Regions from separate parts of the Mus musculus genome. Here regions 2 and 3 are each linked to region 1. A link is a contact called in public Hi-C data. All regions are on one chromosome and are shown on one strand. Each heading gives the region's core, a stretch centred on a gene start, on an enhancer-like site or on the middle of the called end of the contact. The rest is flanking DNA. Distances are from core to core; before and after follow the strand shown.

Region 1 (3,365 bases), core at 269-2,768:
ATAAAGCTATCCATATATTTTAAGCACCTAGCCTCCGTATCTACACACCTGCCCACCACAAGGTTAAGAGTCCTGCTACTAGGGAAAGCTGGGAAGAGAGGCTCAAGTGTCCATGGTCCATGGTCAGGCAAAACGTAGCTCCTGCATAACGGCTGGTGGCTTCTCTATAGTGTGCGTGTAAGAGACAGTGCAGCCAGTGCAACACTGGGGGAAACACTCCCATGACTTGATAACTACTGCAGCCATGTGTAAAATCCACAGCAGAGCCAGTGTTGGGACATTACAGAGACCCAGAAAAGCAGAGGGCTGCCTTGAATCATCAGTACCTTAGCCACTGCTCTCTCAGCGCTCATGAAACCACAGATAGGATCTTAATCTTGGGCCAGTGAATTCTATGTATTACCTTTATTTTTTTAAAGAATTACTTATTTTATGTATGAGTACACTGTCACTGTCTTCAGACACAGCAGAAGAGGGCATCAGATCCCATTACAGATGGTTGTGAGCCACAATGTGGTTGCTGGGAATTGAACTCAGGACCTCTGGAAGAGCAGTCAGGGCTCTTAACCGCTGAGCCATCTCTCCAGCACCTATAAATTACATTAAGACTGGAAAAACATGCAAATAACTAATGGCAGGAACAACGTCAGTAGACAACTTGGCTACCGTACAGACTCACAAAACCACCACAGACCCGGAAGCAGGGAAGAGCGAAGCTTTGATGAACACTAATGTTCTGGTCCAGGAGACAGACGACTTACCCAATGCTGTGTCACCAGAACCACAAACTGCTTTGAACAGCCAAACTCAGTGTGAGCCACCCCCGTACTCCGTGTCATCTCCTCCAAACAAACTGTCTACACACGAGAGGCTCAAGGACTGCAGGAAAGACCCCTTAGCATACTTTAGATGAGACCTTACATCTACAGGACGCCTCTCCCAGCACCACGGTGTGTCACCTTGCCACAGTGGCCTGTGATAAATAAAACTCAAGACGTCACAGTGCCTTCCTCCCCTCAACCGATATGACAAAACCCCTGAGAGAAGGCAGGGCTGGCCTGCCACTGTGTGCTATTTAATTTTGCAGAAAGCAGCCATGTTCTATCACACTAGACTAGAGACCAGCACTTGGCATTATTAATAGGAAAACTAACGCAAATAAAGGAAAAAAAAAAAAAAAGCAAGATGGAATCAGGCAGCGTTTAACTGCCCAGGTGCATGCCCTTGCCAGGGCCTCTATCCCTTCCCTTCCACCCCTCACTGCTCCATCTTAGTCCTTAGTCTACGCAGTCACTGCTATCTAGAGGGTTTCCTGATAACAACCACACTACATTGTACCGTTTAAGACACCAGGAAAGCCTGGGATGAGGCTCAGAGAGCATTCCATCATAAAAGTTAAACTGTAAAGCTCTGCTATATAAAACAGTTAACATTTAACAGAAAAACTTTGATTTCTGCATAACCACGAGCTTGCTCTGCACGGAACCAAAGGGAACCTACAAACATACAAGCCTGCCACCTTGTGGAACACATGCAGAATTACAACCTCCGAGCTAAATGTACTAAAATATACTAGATATTAAAAAACAGTAATCAAGATAACATATCCATTCTAAAACATTAAATATTAGTGGAGAGGTCCACTAGCATTCATTCAACTGGTTGTTATTAATGTTTTATTTAGTGAAATCATTTGGAATCAAAACTAAAGTTTCTCTTTAGACATGAGCAGAATTGCTCCCGTAGATAGTGGAATAAACTTGGGGTCTCATCCCCTCTTAGTTACAATAGCCACCACCTATGCTTAATGAACACAACACGGCAACTCCACTGCCCACCAACAGCACCACTGGACCAATTTTACCCTATGAAGGAGAATTCCTATACAATCTTTACTATTTCATAATTAGACTGCAATGAGTCCAAACTCTCAGAAGAATCTACTCATTACTTCTTGATAACAAACTGCCACAAAAGAGCCTGGTCTAAAATAGCGAATAAAAGACAGAAAAAACCATTGACTTTTTCCGAGTACCTGCTGCAGTCATGGATTTTTCAGAAAGCAGTAGCCTTTGGGGAAACACAGCCTCCTTTGACGCTGAGGGTTAGCCGTGGCTCTTGTGAGAACATGGGCTGCCAGGTTACAGAAACTCCTTGTGAATGTGGCTCAGTGCGATCCACAGAGCTTCCGATGGCCCTGGGTCTGGTCCTTTCCGGGTTCCTATAACAGTCTGCGTGTCCACCTTGGGGAGGAAATAATCCTACGGCCTAAGGGACTGACAAACTCTTAGAACAGTGCTAATGTACTTCCTGCTTCCAAGGATTTAGTTATTAAACCTGGACAGGATGGACAAAAGCTACAGAGACAAAAATGGAGAATCTGTTCCAAACGTCTTTTTTTTCAGATAAGGATTCCATCTTTTGGCGAAGTGTTTTCCTTTGTTCTGTTTTGTTCTTCACAAACAACAAAACAAAACTTGTAGGCGAGAAGCAGGGAGATCATTACTTTTTTTTTCTGCTCTACAATTCCATCTGAAGGAAACTGGAAAACTGACTATCTCCAAATCTCCAGAGAAAGGCTTCTCTCTCCCGTTGTGAGCCAGCATTCCTCAGGATGAGTCAGCATTCCTCATGCTGAGTCAGAGTCTCCCCCCACCTTCCTGTCCGGCCCTTCAGCCCCTCAGCCCCTCAGCACCAATGGCATACAATGGTATATCTGTGTCTCTTTCCCTCTTACCCACACACACACAGCAAACATCTAAGCACCGGGTCTTAAGAACGAAAACATGAGGAGCCACAGTTACCCTCCGAGTATGGTATTAATAATTCAAAATGGTTTAAGCTCTGGTATCAAAGTTAAGAGCTAACTGTGCTATTCAACTCAATTTCTTTTCTCTCTTTCTCTTTCTCTTTCTCTTTCTCTTTCTCTCTCTCTCTCTCTCTCTCTCTCTCTCTCTCTCTCTCTCTCTCTCCCTCCCTCCCTCCCTCCCTCCCTCCCTCCCTCCCTCCCTTCCTTCCTTCCTTTCTTTCTTTCTAAAGTCTTACTCTGGGTGTGGTAGCACACACCTTTAGTCAAAGTGCTAGGGGTTTAGAGGCAGGTGGAGCTCTGTAATTTGAGGCCAGCCTGGTCTACATAGCAAGGAGAGCTAGACAGTGAGAGAGCCTGCCTTTAACAAAAAAAGGGGGGGAGGGGAGAAAGGGAGGGAGGGAGAGGAGGAGGAAAGAGGGAGGGAAGGTCTCACTGGATGGCACTTGCTGGTTGGGAACTCTATGGAGAACAAACTGTTCACATCTCCCTATCCCCCTGCCCCTGCTTCCAAGCTGCTGGACTTGCTCATGACCTTGTACCGTCACGCTAGGCTTTA
Region 2 (3,365 bases), core at 313-2,812, 450 kb before region 1:
ATAAGTGCGGATATCTGAGATGAAGCTCTCTGGCAAAGCCCCGAAACAACACAGACAACTTGTCATGAGAGAAGGATGCTCAGTGGAGCAGATCCCGGGAAAGAACGCTTCCTGGGATGCCACTGCGGCTTTCTGCTCCAGTGGCTCAGAACTCCTTGTGCAGCAGGATAGTGGTGTCACAGGTAGCAAATCTGAAGAAATTCTAGTTCCGTTTAGACCTCAACTGACCTCATTCACACCATGATCTTTAGAGCTTGCTGGGTAATGTGAATATAATGGTAACTGTTTTCATCTACCTGAGGATGTGGGCTGGCCCTGGTTTTAGAACTGCTGGCACCTTCAGAGGCAGGCATTGCAGTCGTACAGTAGCACATAGCTCCTTGTCATCCCAACCTTTGAATGTCACATGTGGACTTTTTTTGACCTGCTGTTTTTGCTGACAGAGCTACCTGTAGGTATCTTCCACATCTGAGGTGGCTTCTTGCTCAGTAACAACTTCTACAATGTCACTTTTCTGGCTCTTTCCTCCTGTGAGAAGTATAGCACCTATCAATACACTGGTCTTTAGAGATTTGGTGATGTAGAAATTCTATCTATTGTTAACAATCAAACCAAAGGGGCTGACTAAGGGTCTGTAATATACAACTCTGGAGGCAATGGAATCAGATCTTGCAAGGATAAACTTGCTCTTCAGCTTTCTGGAGAACCTTTGAGTAAAGCTCATACTTAGGACTTACTATGCCTTCTTCAGTCAAGCAAACAGTTGCATGCTCACGGGTCCTCTTGGTGGGCTTATGCCACTCTGAGGAGCTTTTTCCTTGGTAGCTAGCATCTTCACTCCTTCAGATTTTCCCATTGAAAACATCCCCTGATGTTTCTGGCTTCCCCAAAACCTTTGCAGATCACTCCTCTCTAAATCTCTGGGTGTGTTGGAGATAGCTCAGCAAGTAAAGGCCCTTGCCACCAAGCCTGATGACTTGAGTCTGATCCCCAGGACCTACTTGGTGGAAGGAGAGAGCCCCCACTTGTACATTATCCTCTGACCTCTACACTCCAAGCCTGTGGGCATGTGGACATACGTACACACACACAGTCTTCTGACCTTCATGCTCCAGGCCTATAGACACACACACAATAAATTCACGTGGAGAAAAAAAAATCCAAATCTCTTCATATTCAGTTGGCCTAGTCTAAGCTTGTTTGAAGCCATGTTAGAACAATTGATACATTCAATTTGATTTTTTGTTTACACATTACTATGTTTTTTTGTTAAGCCATACATTCTACCCATTCCAGGTGCATAGAGAGTATAGTTTTAGATGTCACCATAAAGTTGAAAACCACAAGTTCTGCACATAGTTTATGATATTCAGGAAAGCTGATCGGTGCTCTGGGGTATGGGGGGGGGGTCATATTTAAGTTGGCTGAGAAGACAGGAGACATGATTGCTGGAGGAACGGAAGGCCACAGGGCTCCCTTTCCAAGCTGTATTCCATTGAAAGTGCCTGTTCAAAGCAAAGGAGAATCATTGTGACTCAAAGCCCTGATAATAGCATGTGACAGATATTTGACCACTTCCTGCTTTGAGCTCTCAGTCCAGCTCCTTAAGAACATATGTCAAGCAGACCTCAAAACACACTCAAAGAGGAATTTCATCTATAAACAAAGTCTTCAATGAAGTAAAATCCCATACTGAAGGCAGAAAGGCCACTCTCTTCAAGCTTTGTTGTTCCCACAGCACAGGGAACATTTTGTTCAATTCTTTGATTGAAGATGGATGGGAGGAATGAAACCCAGTTTGGTTTGGGAACTTAGCTACAGTATCATTTTGTCAAATTCTGTAATACTTTACATGTAGGATTCCATAGACCTCACCTGCTACTGGAGAACCAACGGGCATCATGGGAGAGAGTCAAACAGTCAGTCTGCATGGGCAGTGGAGAGCCTTGTGTTAGAAGCATTCAGGACTAGAGAGGGAAAGGCATGTCCTACATTCTCATGCACACGAAGGCATAACCTGACCCAGGTATATTCCAACTGTGAATGAAGAGGTGCTTATAACAGGGTTTAATTGTACTCATCTGGAATTTCGCCCCTCCTTGCAGTTGTGGGATTTAATTAATCCTCACCCAGAGGCCAGGCTCTTCAAGGCAAATGCCATAGAAGGGCAAAGAGTTACCTCAATGTGGCTTATAGCTAGATTCAGCCAGTTTCTATTTTATTACTATTCTCTATTGTTTAGAGAACCTTGCTGAACGATTGGATTGTATTTGTGCCTTGGGGCCCTTGAGAGCAATTGGAAAATACATTATAGAATAAACCACAAGATTATTAAAATGACTTCAAGCAGTAGGAATCTAATTTTTAGAGGAGCCTGTAATGTCTGTATTTATTCACATTCCATCCCTTAATTATTCATGCTCCATATTTTGAGAATAAAACGTATGTGTTCTCATCTAATTATCTCATCCCCCTCCACTGCGTAAGCCCTTCTTCATTTCTCATCTGTGAAGCAACCCTGCCCTCTGACAAGAAATTTCAGGGGGACAAGTAATATAAATGACAACACCAGAATTCCTCTCTAGTCTGCTTATCCTCCAGCATGTAGCCATTTCCCTCCTAAAATGGATACTCCCTTAGCCAAGTAGAGCATGGCAGACCTCACCGTAGTAGGAAAAGGCTTAACGCAAGGATTCCTCCTATTGCTCTTTGTTTCTCTTGGTTCGTATCCATCTCTGCCCCTTTCTTCTCTGAGGTGATGGTCATTGGGCTGTGCTACCATTTGATTCTAAAAGGACTCATGTGTTAAAGGCCTGGCTACCAGATGACAGCTTTCTGAGTTGTGATTGAAACACAAAGGTTACAACTTCTTCAATGGTTTGATTTGTTGATGGGCTATAGGGGAATGGGCTAGTTAGGAGGTAGGTCCTGGTTGGAGCTGGTCCCTCAACACTGCCTAGGACCTTAGGCAGTGACTCTAGCTGCTCACTGAGCTACCTTGAGGCAAGAAGATTTCTCTACAGTGATTTTTCTTTTTACCATTTTGCTTCAACATAAGCAAGTAGTGAACAGGGCCAACCTACCTATGAAACCCCCAACCTCAGTAAAAACAAGACAAAACAAAAACAAAAATCCAGGTTCTGACAACAGTACTTGCCACTGAACAAGACTGGTAAGGAGGCCTAGGTGATATCCTAATTTGGTTTCTGTTGCTAAGCAACTCAGAGAGGGAAGAGTTTATTTGGCTTGTAGGTTATATACAAGCCATCGCTCCAGGAAGTCAGGACATGAACTGAAGGAGAGGACTTGCTGGAACGCTGCTCACTGGCTTGGTCCCAGGCTTATAATCAACACTCTTCCTGCTA
Region 3 (3,365 bases), core at 288-2,787, 430 kb before region 1:
TATGTTTGCCCAGTGACTGACCCATTCAAGTGAGCATGATATGGATGATCCACGCAAGGGAGTTCATATGAGAGGGCTGGAGATACTTTCACCCCATCTGCTCTCACCAGCTCTCCTATGAGTACCCTGTGCAACCATGCTGTTCCGATGCAGGTTTTGCAGCTGGCCCAATATCAGAGCTTGAGCTTTGTTCAACAGTGAGCGAAGCTTTTCCCTAGGGTCATCTTCCTCCCCAAAGGAAGAGGAGTGGACATGCGTAGAAAGAGGAATGGAAAAATCTTTACGTTCTCTAAGGTGGATGGTGCCTGTGGGAGGGAGAAATGGAGCTCTCTCGTCAGAAGAAACGGCCATGCTTGTTTCTGAATAAGTATATTACAGGTTAAAAGACAGCTTTTAGGTGGAGAGATAGGGGTGGGGGTGGGGGAGACAGAGGAGATAACCTATGTCTTGTTACTGCTAAAAAAAAACCCACAGTAAATGATAGTGTGCATGCATGTACACACACATGTGTATGTGTGTGTGAGAGAGACACACAGAGAGGGAGAGAGAATCTGAAGTAGCAGAAATTTACAAGGATTGTATGGATCTAGAAGATACATAACATTTGCACAAGTAGGGGTGTAGGCGGGTAGTGCCGAATAAATCGCTTTTAGGGGGTTCACTCATTACTCAAATTCTTTTCTGGGTGAATCTGTGATAAGAGGGCTGAGTTATGACCCCAGGCAAGAGCTGCAAACTCATCAAAGTGATGAGCAAATGCCAGGGAAGACCTGGCAAGGGGCACAAGAACTTCCTGGCACCAAAAGAAGGGCTTATCACCCAGATTCTAGCCTGCTGGAACCTGTTTTAACAAAACCTTATTTACATTATCTAGTATTCTATACTTGGGGGTTTCTCTTTGCCACAAGTTTCTAAGGGGTTTTAGTATCAGGCAAAAATAAGTCATGTGTTTTGCAGATTCGCTTTTGAAAATATAGTTTAGTTACACTAGTATGAAGATGGAATAAAGCTCTCTACGTGTGGCTTTGCAAACTGTAGTTAAACTTACAGTCCTGTTTAGTGATAGAGGTACAACACAGATGCTAGAGAGATAGGAAGGGTGATGGTAAGAGCCGATTTTAAATACCAGCAGCTATTATAATACATAATGAGACTGGTTTGGTTGGTTCCTGGAGAAGGAAGCTGGTGACAATTCTTCTTCAGTATTATTTAAGTGAAAGAGCATCTTATTCAGGACCATGGGGGATGCATTTTAAAGTGTCAGGCCCGTGATCTAACAGTCGCCAAGACATGAGCCTCCACTAGGAAGCAGAAAACTCTCCAGGGGTTAAGGATGGTACTGGGAGAGCTGTTGCATTACCTACCGGGTATGAGGTTAGTAAGACACCAGCTAACAAGTAGTGATGAGAAAGTGGAGGCTTGGGAAAACTTTGGGGACTTGGCTGTACAGCAGAACCCAAGGGGATGGGTGTGTGGTGGTGAGGAGGCAGGGCAGGATGAGGAAGCAGGACCTGAAGACAACTCAGAAGAGACTGGGCAGGGCTAAGCCTGCTGGAGAGGAAACAAAGGAAGTGAGGCCATTCAGCTCAGAGCATAATGACAGAAGTCACAGGACAGTGTAGTAAACCTAGGGACCTAGCTTCCTGATCCCTCCAACCCTCCACCCAACTGTCTCTGAGGTGCCGGGCTCCTAGGCTGCGAAGAGACAGGCTGCCCTTTGGGTCTCAGAGCCAGCTGTCCCTTTACCTAGTACACCCTAGTACAGTCGTGTGCTAGGGCTCCTCTGACCTCCTCCAAGCTTCCACTTAGTTGTTCCGTTCTCAGTGAAGTCTACCTGAGCTCCCTTCCAACACCAAGGCAGCCTACGACTTCACACCTCTTCCTACTCTTTTCCATTTTTATCCTGGACCTTTAGTGATAGCGCCCATATCAACACTAGACAATTTCTTAATTTGCATCCAGTTAGTTAGCAACTTGCTTGTTAGTGCTTTGCATACTGTATTATATATACTGTTTGATGTCTGCCTCCAGGTTTCAGTATTGTATGCCCTCGATGAGGCCAAACATATTTGTTTTATGAACCTTCCTGCTCTACCTGAAACAGCCATTAGTGGAGATGAGCAATGCTGGTCAGTCCTGAGAAGGCAAAAAAAAAGTAGGAAAGTAGGGCCCAAGGAAGATGGCCAGCCTGATGCTGCCTGGAGACCCTCTGAAGGCAGTTACAGAGTGAAGAGACAGCAACAATTGGGAAAAGATTCTAGAGGAAGCATAAAAATAGCATGAATTGTCTTGCCTACAGCAGAGAACAAACCCCATGTTGTCACATCACCTTTAAAAGTCTAGACCTGGAAGTAAAGGCGCCATGTGTTTACTATGCTGCTGTCAGAAGACAATGTTCGGGTGAAACCCTCACAGGCTACACAGAGATGCAACTTAAAGAGCAGGATGTGACCTGCAGTGAATCCAAATTCACACAATGACACATTGCTCCAAAAGAAGAGACACAATGTTTGCTACACTCTGTTTTAAGGGGATATTATTTCTTTTGCAAAAATCCAAGTCCGTAAGTTGTAAAAGTCAAGGGTGATGGGTGCCAGATGGAGATAAGAGAAGAGGGGAAGTGGGAAACTGAGTTAAAGCAAAGGCACAGGAAGAAGACAGCAGGAGGAAGATAGGCCCTTGCTGTGGGGAGGCCACAGGTTGGGCCTGACCCAGAGAAAACACCACAGTCCCAGTGGGGGAGGAAAGGGCAAAGGGAGGAGGCTGTGTGGAAGCTAAGACAGCCACAGACCCACAACAAGCTCTATTTAGAAAGGTCTGCCGGAAGGACACTTGCTGGACGAGGGAACAGCTGGAACCTGAGACAAGCCAGAGAGCAAGAAGTCAGAGAGGAGAGGGGAAGAGGTCACCCTGAGGTCAGTCGAAAGTGAGATTAAATTCATCTCTAGAACATACTCCAAGAAAAAGAAAACATGCCAGTCACAGGAGTTGAAGGAAGAACCCCCAAGAAACAACAGAAAATGAAAGGCAATAATTGTAAATCGTTTGGGAGAGCAGCACTGAAGCATTCGAGTGTGTGTGGAATTCTTTTGATGATGGGTCATTAATTCATTGTGTTGTGCTATGCCCTGTCATATGTAACAGGATGCCTCATGGTGGCAAAATGTGGGGGAATAGAACCAGTCGCAGGGAGAGGCCTCTGTATTAGAGCCACAGATACTCACGAAAAGATTTAATCGTGTGTGTGTGTGTGTGTGTGTGTGTGTGAGAGAGAGAGAGAGAGAGAGAGAGAGAGAGAGAGAGAGAGAGAGAGAAATAGAGGGGATAGAAGGGAGAAGGAGAAGAGGGAGAGAGACGGAGACAAA

The links. A called contact is a pair of places that touch in the nucleus more often than the background predicts.
Region 2: a contact with region 1 is called in a Hi-C map of bone marrow-derived macrophages, with 14 read pairs. The contact joins two enhancer-like sites. A contact is called at or near these places in 5 of 484 Hi-C or Micro-C datasets (Sertoli cells, bone marrow-derived macrophages, epidermal suprabasal cells and 2 more), 4 of 115 datasets of contacts at active chromatin or transcription factors (bone marrow-derived macrophages, embryonic stem cells and kidney) and 3 of 9 other capture datasets (embryonic stem cells, liver and pancreatic islet).
Region 3: a Hi-C map of bone marrow-derived macrophages shows a contact between it and region 1, with 18 read pairs. The contact joins two enhancer-like sites. A contact is called at or near these places in 1 of 39 promoter capture datasets (embryonic stem cells), 2 of 15 datasets of contacts at CTCF or cohesin (the NIH/3T3 cell line and large pre-B cells), 2 of 484 Hi-C or Micro-C datasets (bone marrow-derived macrophages and nephron progenitors), 6 of 115 datasets of contacts at active chromatin or transcription factors (embryonic stem cells, fibro-adipogenic progenitors, kidney and 1 more) and 2 of 9 other capture datasets (adipose tissue and embryonic stem cells).

The regions. Positions count from the first base shown.
Region 1 is chr14:76,478,099-76,481,463 of GRCm38.p6, reverse strand. All of the region lies in intron 1 of Tsc22d1 (TSC22 domain family, member 1), which reads right to left. Among named protein-coding and RNA genes, the nearest start is that of 4930444M15Rik, 41 kb to the left of the region's middle. Within about 2 kb of position 1,518, at least 105 of the 459 cell types and tissues checked have an H3K27ac peak or open chromatin away from gene starts, as enhancers often do. A contact at or near this core is called in bone marrow-derived macrophages, where this site is marked.
Region 2 is chr14:76,929,863-76,933,227 of GRCm38.p6, reverse strand. No RefSeq gene overlaps it. Among named protein-coding and RNA genes, the nearest start is that of Gm30365, 94 kb to the right of the region's middle. Within about 2 kb of position 1,562, at least 12 of the 459 cell types and tissues checked have an H3K27ac peak or open chromatin away from gene starts, as enhancers often do. A contact at or near this core is called in bone marrow-derived macrophages, where this site is marked.
Region 3 is chr14:76,912,228-76,915,592 of GRCm38.p6, reverse strand. No RefSeq gene overlaps it. Among named protein-coding and RNA genes, the nearest start is that of Gm30365, 76 kb to the right of the region's middle. Within about 2 kb of position 1,537, at least 29 of the 459 cell types and tissues checked have an H3K27ac peak or open chromatin away from gene starts, as enhancers often do. A contact at or near this core is called in bone marrow-derived macrophages, where this site is marked.